2 separate regions of the Oryctolagus cuniculus genome follow, and region 1 is linked to region 2. The links are chromatin contacts, called in public Micro-C maps. All regions are on one chromosome and are shown on one strand. Each heading gives the region's core, a stretch centred on a gene start, on an enhancer-like site or on the middle of the called end of the contact. The rest is flanking DNA. Distances are from core to core; before and after follow the strand shown. Region 1 overlaps ARHGEF12 (Rho guanine nucleotide exchange factor 12). Region 2 holds the start of ARHGEF12 (Rho guanine nucleotide exchange factor 12).

Region 1 (4,241 bases), core at 1,223-3,722, 110 kb before region 2:
CCAGCACTGCAGGTGGAGGAGGATTAGCTCACTAAGCCACAATGCCGGCCCCTGTTAAGAGAATTTAAAAGAATATGTCTAAAGCATTAAAGACAAGCTCTAGCAGAAAGTACATACTCAGTAAGTGGGGCAGGTAAATAAATAAACTTAAAAAAAAAAAAAAACACCACAGTGTTAGCCATTCAACGTATATTTGTCAAGCAGTCTTCTTTTCTGACAGATCTCTCTTTTTCTCTAATTCATTCTCCACATTATCCTATTTCTGATGGTGCCTTTTTTTTTTTTTAAGTTTTATTTATTTTGAAAGTTAAGAGTTACAGAGGAGAGAGGGAGAAACAAAAAGAGAACTTCCACCCGTAGGTTCTCTGGGACAGGCAAAAGCTAGGAGCCAGAAGCTGCTTCTGGGTCTCCCACGTGGGTGTCTGGGGCCCAAGCACTTGGGCCATATCCCAGTGCTTTTCTCAGGGCAGCATCAGGGAGCTAGGTGGGAAGTGTGGCAGCCAGGACTTGAACAGGAGCCCCCAGTGCCTCTCTTCTGCTACAAGATTTTGTTTTGCTGCTCATTCAGATGCTTACTACATAACAATTACATGCCAGTCTTAATTCATTGGAATGCCTACTTCTTTACCCACTAATTCATTCCTTATTTTTAAAAGTTGTATTCTACTATAACATTTCTCTAACTACAACGTACATTCAAATTTCTCATCTGTATTCCTGTTCTGAATTTTTATGCTTTGGAAATAAGAAGTACGATAAAAGAATCCCTGGGCTCTCAGGGGAACTTCCCACCTGACAGCAGAAACAAGCCATGAACTTGACAGAGGAAGCAGAACCTAATCAAAAAGAATGAGAACAATTCCCAAAAGTAGCACTGCTAGATCAAGTTGAAGCCCACTATAATCTGTACTCAAGACTGTTTCAAAAATAATCAGTAGCCATTTCATCCATAATCCTAATTCATCAGGATGCCCTAAAATTTTCATGGTTTTCCCAAAATGCTATGTTTTCACACCCCAGTGCCCTTGTTCATATTTGGAGTACTAATACTTTGGGGTTAGACAGAGATAGAATACTTACTGCATGGGTAAGTAACCAGTACGAAATTTGGGCAAGTTGATTAAATCATTTTGGCGTCAATATTTTCTTCTGTAAAATTACAATAACAATAGTACTATTTCATAAGGCCATTTAGAGAATTAACTAAGATAAGGACTGTAAAACATTTATCACAGTGTATGGTATCTGTGCCTGGTATATGGTAGCTATTTTAAATTTTTTTTCTCAAGTTAAAATTAAAATTTTCCATTAAAACCTTTAGCCAAGCCAATCACAAGACTCCTTTAAGGACTTCATTTGAAAAAAAAAAAAAAATCCTCAAAGTTTCCTTGCATGAGAAAGTGAGTCACTCGGCCTGAGCCTCAAAAGATAGCTGGAATGATGGCTTTAACCGTAGCTTTCAATTTTTCACTTTAAACCACAACCTTCAATAAGAGAGAAATTTCATATTGTTAACCAGCATGTACTGTGTATATACGACAAGAGTCACAAGAAGTAACACTTCTTCCACATGCAAAGCATCTGTATTTTCTATTCTACTCTTTAAAAAAGAATTCTAGTCACAACCCACCAACTTGATTTCATGACCCACAGTTCCAAAAACCCTGGCTTTATCTATTTTGCTCATCACTTTGAAAGAGGGTGACCTATTTTTAAATCATTATTCTTATCATTGCATAAATTTTAAAACTACTAAGTAACACTAAAGTCAGCTTTTAAATTTTCATATTACTATGATACTGCACCATATTCAACTTAAAATATGTTATTAACATCACCTTATCCATGTTCATCTGGTAGTTCCTGGACGAATCAAGGAAATGCTGTTACTAAACCTAGGCTATTAACTGAAGTCTAGCTAACAGGACTGAAGCTTTTCCTCTTTGTAATGGCAAAGTGCCCCATGATTCAAGACTGAGTCACTCTGACCACAAATGGAATATTGACATGCTCTGAAAGATATCAACAGCCGGCCTCTCGGTTCAGTAAGAAAGCACTGGCATTATTAACTCCTCTACCCACAAGCAAGACGCTTGCTGGGAAATTCCATCCCCGCAAAACAAACCTTTGGCAATGGATGTTGAAGGGAAAAAGTGACCTCTGAAATTAAAAAGCTTAAATACAACAGTATCCAGAATTTCTGCTAATCAAATTGCTATACTGAAGACTGGGATGAGGGCCAGCACTGTGACACAGTAGGTTGGGCTGCTGCCTGAGACACCAGCATCTCATATGAATGCCAGTTCACGTCCCAGCTACTCCACTCCAGCTCCCGGCTAATGTGCCTACAAAGACAGAAGATGGCCCAGGTACTTGGGCCCTTGCCACCCAAATGGGAGACTCAAGGAAGCTCCTGGCTTATGGATTTGGCCTGGCCCAGTCTCAGCCTTTGCGGCCATCTGAGGAGTGAACCAGAGGATGGAAGATATCTCTCTCTCTCCTCCCTCCCTTCCCCTCGCCCCTATCCATTAACTCTGTTTTTCAAATAAATAAATCTTTTTTAAAATATTTATTTAGGCCAGCGCCGCGGCTCACTAGGCTAATCCTCCGCCCGCAGCACCGGCACTCCGGGTTCTAGTCCCGGTTGGGGCGTGGTTCTGTCCTGGTTGCTCCTCTTCCAGTCTAGCTCTCTGCTGTGGCCCGGGAAGGCAGTGGAGGATGGCCCAAGTGCTTGGGCCCTGCACCCACATGGGAGACCAGGAGGAAAGCGCCTAGCTCCTGGCTTTGGATCAGTGCAGTGCGCCGGCTGTAGCAACCATTTGGGGAGTGAACCAACGAAAGGAAGACCTCTCTCTCTCTCTCTCACACTAACTCTGCCTGTCAAAAAAATATTTATTTATTTGAAAGGCAGAATTAGAGAGAGGCAGAAGCAGAGAGAGAGAGAGAGAGAGAGAGAGAGAGAGGTCTTCATTCCACTGCTTCACTCTCCAATTGGCCACAATGGCTGGAGCTGTGCCAACCCAGGCCAAGAACTTCTTCTGGTTCTCCCACGTGGGTGCAGGGGCCCAAGGACTTGGGCCAACTTCTACTGCTTTCCCAGGCCACAGCAGAGAGCTGGATCAGAAGTGGAGCACCCAGGACTCAAACCGGTGCCCATATGGGATACCAGCACTGCTGGTGGCAGCTTTATCCACTATGCCACAGTGCCAGCCCCCATAAATAAATCTTATTTTAAAACACAAAGACTGGGATGGTAAACAGTGAGCAATAAGACACCGCTAAAGCATGTAACTTCAAATTAAGAAAAGGGCTGTAAGACATAATCCAAGAAGATAATGATTTAACGTATTTAATGCTTACATCTGTGTTGTCACTACTCGGCCGAGAAGTATCTCCACTGCTGCAATCAGTCCTGCTCAGTCCATCTCCAGGATCCACCTCTGCATCACTGACTGTCAGGGCATCACCTAGAGGCCTGGAGGGTGTAACTATGGCTCCATCCTAAAAGAGATCAAAGGAACACACACAAACACATAGAAGAAAACTTCGATTATTGACTGTGTAAACAAAGTGGCACTACAATCTACATGGAGTACACAAAAAGTTGGACACTCTGATGTGATCAACAATGCTTAATGTTCTATCAGTAAAAAGCACAAGCAACTACTAAATTCTATGATTCTAAAATGCCATAACACTTCCAGTTAGGGAAAGTATTATTTTAATGAAAAGAAAAGGTCCAACTTCAAAATATAGCAAAAAGATAAACCAGCTTGTTAAATAATTTATGTTATCTGCTCATTAGTAAGGATTATTATACTATAACTCTGGTTAACTGGCTTCCAGTGCTTCAGAGTTTCAATAAGTTGCCAATTCTGGCACATAATGTGGTAACAAATTATTAATAAGCTTTTAGATCAGGAATCACATTTTTAGTGTTGGATCAGGATAAGAATGGGGTCTTTTCTCAGTGATAAAAACATTAAAACTTTCAACATTACTGAGGCATAATACTTAAAATGTGACACAGCAAGTGGAACTGAAAGGAGTAAAAAATAATAATGGGTAATGAAAAGCACACTAAACAGGAAGTCAGGAGACCTTACATACCATGTGTGGGTGACTTTGGGCAATCATTCAGTTTAGGACCTACTTTTCTCAACCACAACATGATTTTTTTCACTTGAAAAATGAGCAGATTAGGCAAGCATTAGTTCTGTGAATACGTAGTTTTCACTTCA
Region 2 (4,460 bases), core at 687-3,186:
TAAATTAGGCAAGACTGCACAGTTCTTTTTTTTTTTGCTTGTAAAGACCTATGTAAAATCAGGCAGCACCTGCACCAGGTCGAGAGTATGAACGCCGACACCAATATTCACACATTCATTCTGTCCACCTTTTGTGCCTAGCACAGTGCATGTCAAAGAACAGGCTTTCAATAACTGCAGGCTTCTTGAATGGCGATATGCCGTTTAAGTTATAAAAAGTATAAAAAGTACACAAATTCTAAGATTGTATTTCCAAGATAACTGAAAGAAAAATCCCTGAAAAGCAAAGCTGGGGCTTTTTAGTGATTTCTGTGGGGATGAGTTGGTGACCCCAAGTTCTGTTTCTGCAACAGCACCCAAGCATTACAAGGAAAACCAATACCACATTAGCGTCTAGTAAGACTTCTTGTCTATGTGCTCAACAAAAAGATAAGATTCGAATGAATCAGGGAAACAATTATCCACATGCTGGTGAAAAACAGTTTCTCAGGAGCAAGACTCCCAGAAAAGAAAAGGAATGGGGTTAACTAAAATAGCATCATCACTATTCATGTTAAGTATATTCTCAGAAAAATTAAACATTATCTCACTGAAAATGAAAACTCATTTAATAAAAAACACAAAGGATAAACATAAATAGCTTAATTATTTAATGGAATCTTTTAGGTGAACATTCATGTGACACTGGAAAGCATCAACAGGAAGAGGAAGTTCTGTTTCTGGAGTGGCTGTTATGGTATGATAATGGAATTTGGCTCTTTCAGAATCAACAAATGAGCTTTACAATTGGGTAAAACTCTCTTATTAGCAAATTAATCTACTTTCTGCAGAACCACTATTGTTGCACTTTTCAACAAAGAGCTCTGGACTGAAAATTGAGTATTTATTTTTTCAGATGTAGTAGTGTGAAGCTTGACTTAATAAACAGATTGAAATCTGAGACTATCAAACATACACAGCATTTTGCCATAATTAAAGTGAGAAATAAAATGGGGTTAAGAAATTCAATCATGTAACCTAGTCAAAAGAATAACGTTTGGGAATAAGGGAACTCTACTTCAACCACGTATAGTCCAGCTCAAATCGCCGCACTCCACGCAACAATTATAAATACTTGTAAAGGGTACACAGACGTCAACACATCCACCTGCCATGCTTGCACTATGCTTAGGGTTTACACCCCTTAACCAAGTGTTTCTGGAAGATGGAATATTAAAATACAATAACTGAAAGCAAGCCCTGGGAGTTTCCTCATTTCCTCCAGCTCCTGCATACTGCCTCGCGCGAGAGCCATGTCAACATTCTGGAAAATTATTAGATAATTAAACACTGGAGGGGTCAACACCTAAAAGAGACCAAGTCCACGAATCACCAGGCAGGAGGCTGAAGATTCAGTTCCCGGACAGAAATCGCTAAAATGTAAGGGGTTCCGAGAACTTGCACAGGGCAGGAGTCAAACTGACGATGCACCAACACCCAGCCGTCTTCTGGCGCTGACCTTCACCTAACGTGACCTTCCTCTGGTTCCAAAGATGAGAACAGACTCCAAACGCACACCCCAGCCAGAACCACAGACAAAAACCCCACGCTCGTGGTGGGGCGCACCCCTTCTCGCCAGAAAGACCGTGTTTCCAACCAACCGACCCCTCGGCAGCCACCCTCCGCTAACTGCCCGGCTCCCAAACAGCCCTCTCTCCTGTGCCTGTCAACTCCGCGGGCCAAAGGCGGCGTGCAGGACCGGCTGTCGCCGGGCCGGCCGGCCGGACGCGGGCGGGCTAGGGGAGGAGGGCTTCATACGAACCTGTCGGTGATAGTAGACTGTGTGCCACTCATTGGGGCCCTTGGCGAGAGGTCCTCCTTTCATCCAACTTGCATTTTACAGTAACACCTCCACCCCACCCCCAGTGCTCTGGGATCAGGCCCAACTCCGTCGGGGACACAAAAGTCCAACTCAACACTCCATGCAGTCATCTAGAACATCCGATTGGAAGGGGTCAAGCAAAGGGGATGCGGGCTGGAGCAAAGTTATCATCCAAAACAAAACCAACAAAGTCAGCCGGCAGGCGAGTCCCGGCGCCTGCGACAAATCCTGCAGGAGGCACAGCGAGAGAACTCCGTGGCCCAGGGAAGTCCGCGCGCCGTGGGAAGGGGACCCGGACTCCCGCCGGGGCCGCGGCCGGGGCCGGGGCGGGATCGGCTCCTCCTCCGGAGTCTCGGGGCCGTCAACTCCGTCCGCACCCGCACGGCCGAGCCCTCGCGTCCCCGCTCTCTAACTGGGGCTGCCGGTCGCGCGTGGCCGCAGCCTCGGCCGCGTCTCGGGCCGTCCCGCGCCGAGCTCGCGCGGCCCCATGTCCCCCGGCCCGGGGACCCCTCGCGTCTTCCTCGCCGCCCCCACCAGGCTCCGGGGCACCGGGACGAGCCGCGGGCGCCGGCGGAAAAGGAGTCCCGCGACCTGAAGTGACAGGGACCGGGGTCTCTCAGGGCCGCGGGCTGCTCCCCATCCCTTTGAGGCCCGGACTCTTCCGCAGTCAGCACGGGCGGCGGCGGCGGCTCCTCCCCGACGCTCCGGTAGGCGGCGGTTCCCGCGGGGGGGGCGGGAGGCTCCCGTCCGGCCCGGCCTGGTGGAAGCCTCGGCACGGGAGGCGACGGGCGGCGGCGGCGGCGGCGGCGGCGACTCCCCGCGCGGAACCGGCTCGCCGGGTGCTGGGGGCCCTCGCGGGAGCGCGCGCAGAAGGCGGAGGCGGCCGCCGGCGGTGGGGCGGAGGTGGGGGGAGCGACCGACGACCGCGGGCGCGCGCGCGGGTTCCGGTTCCGGTTCTGTCTTCCCGGTCGCGTCCAGCGCGAGCTCGTGCTTCCCCTCCCCCGCCGACTTTTTTGGCCTCCTCCCCTCTGACTTCGGGAAGCCGCCTCACCCGGGAATCCCTCCGCCGGGCCGCATCGCGCAGCGCCGGCCGCCCGCGCCCGCCCTTCGCTTGCGCCGCCCCCGCGCGGACGCCTCCGCCTCGGCCTCGCTTGGGGGGAGCAGAAAAGTAGTCCCGCGGGGGCAAAGGCGGCACCTCCAGGCTCGCCGCTGGCCCTGGAGCCGGAGAGTGTGGGAGAGGGTCGCTTAGGGGTGCTGCTCGCGCTGTCAGTGTTAGCCACAGGTGTCCAGAGAGCCCGCCCTGACCCCGCCAACTTCAGGAGGGGACGCACCCCTCGTCCTGGAAACTTTTACTCCCTCAGGGAATGTACTTGTTCGCCCCGTGTCGGGTCCGGGCGCCGGGTTAGCATCCCTGCCCTGGGAAGCAAAGCCCGGCACACCGAGGTCTCGGCGTTGGCCGCTCACCTGGGGCACCTGCTGCTGGCCTGGGCCCGGGGAGAGGGGCCGCCGCGCACGAGCCGTGGCTGCCTGCGGTGGGCGTGAGGAAAGGCGATTTGGGCACCGGAGCCCGCGTTTCTCAGTATAAATGTTGCTTTTTAGGCTATCTGTGCCTTGGCAAAATTAAGTGTTTGACTTGCCAAACTGAGAAAGCATGGTGCTCTCCATAGCGACTTCACAAGCTTGTGGAAAGAAGTGGGAGCAAACAAAGTGTGTATTTATCCAGTAAGTGGCATTACTGGTTCTCTCTGGAGAGTTGTTCATTTTTTTTTCCCCCACCAGTCCTGCTTGGTGGGGAGATTTAGGCATCCACCTAGTTGTGGGTTTGGATAACTCGGTATGGGGGCAACGCGGGCACCACACGCAGTATAGCTCTGGATGCTGCCAGCATACCCCTTTTCTCCACCTGTTTGTCAGACGTCTGGGCTCAAAGCGGTGCCGGTGAGCGACTTCAGCCATTTTGTGGAAATCAAGCGGCAAATCGAGTCGAATGAGAAACAGTGGCTCTGGAGAGGGGAAGCGATTGCCTCTTCACAACGCTGTTTCTCAAACTCATTCCCCAACAGTTCACGAAAGAATCATTATCCCTGAATAGATGCATGAGCTCAGGCTGACGTTACAGCCGGGTTAAAAAAAGGAAAAGATAAACGGAGGCCAAAGATGACTCCTTATTGCTTTTTTTTTTTTAAAGTTCGGCACAGCCAGCTAATTTTGTAATATTTATTTTTGGAAAGAATAGAAGCAGATTAAGATTCCAAGCCACTTTCCCAACCATCAGACCTGGATACATTGCCACCTGCTGGTGCATCCCAGCATGGCAGTTCTATCCGATCGCTCCCAGTTAGGCTCTCTTCTGTTTGTAGCTGAAAGGAGAGAGATCTTCCATCTATACACGGTGCCCCAAACGCAGACCTTATCCCCAAGCTTTAAAAAATCGTCCTTAAACTACCAAATATCTTCTTTTTCCCTCTCCTAATAATGTTACAGTGTAAGTATCGAGTTAATTAAGCCCAATGATTCATCAAATCATGCATTTTAAAAATAACTTCTCCTTTTTCCTTCAAGAATGCCCTCAATCCTTAAGCTTCAGGAATAAAACAAA

Evidence for each region. Hi-C and Micro-C count contacts between places; a contact is called where the count stands out from the background.
Region 1: a Micro-C map of ear pinna shows a contact between it and region 2, with 4 times the contacts expected there. The contact joins the enhancer-like site here to the promoter of ARHGEF12 in region 2. A contact is called at or near these places in 5 of 6 Hi-C or Micro-C datasets (ear pinna, embryonic fibroblasts, psoas muscle and 2 more).

Annotation. Positions count from the first base shown.
Region 1 is chr1:112,928,427-112,932,667 of mOryCun1.1, reverse strand. It overlaps ARHGEF12 (Rho guanine nucleotide exchange factor 12), which reads right to left. Exons shown (of 39, transcript XM_017343054.3): 9 at 3,361-3,501. It overlaps LOC138843468 (a long non-coding RNA gene), which reads left to right. Exons shown (of 2, transcript XR_011378171.1): 2 at 1-347. Among named protein-coding and RNA genes, the nearest start is that of GRIK4, 73 kb to the left of the region's middle. Within about 2 kb of position 2,472, at least 1 of the 8 cell types and tissues checked has an H3K27ac peak or open chromatin away from gene starts, as enhancers often do. A contact at or near this core is called in ear pinna, where this site is marked.
Region 2 is chr1:112,820,009-112,824,468 of mOryCun1.1, reverse strand. ARHGEF12 (Rho guanine nucleotide exchange factor 12) reads right to left here and starts at 1,936. Exons shown (of 39, transcript XM_017343054.3): 1 at 1,802-1,936. The coding sequence starts at 1,833.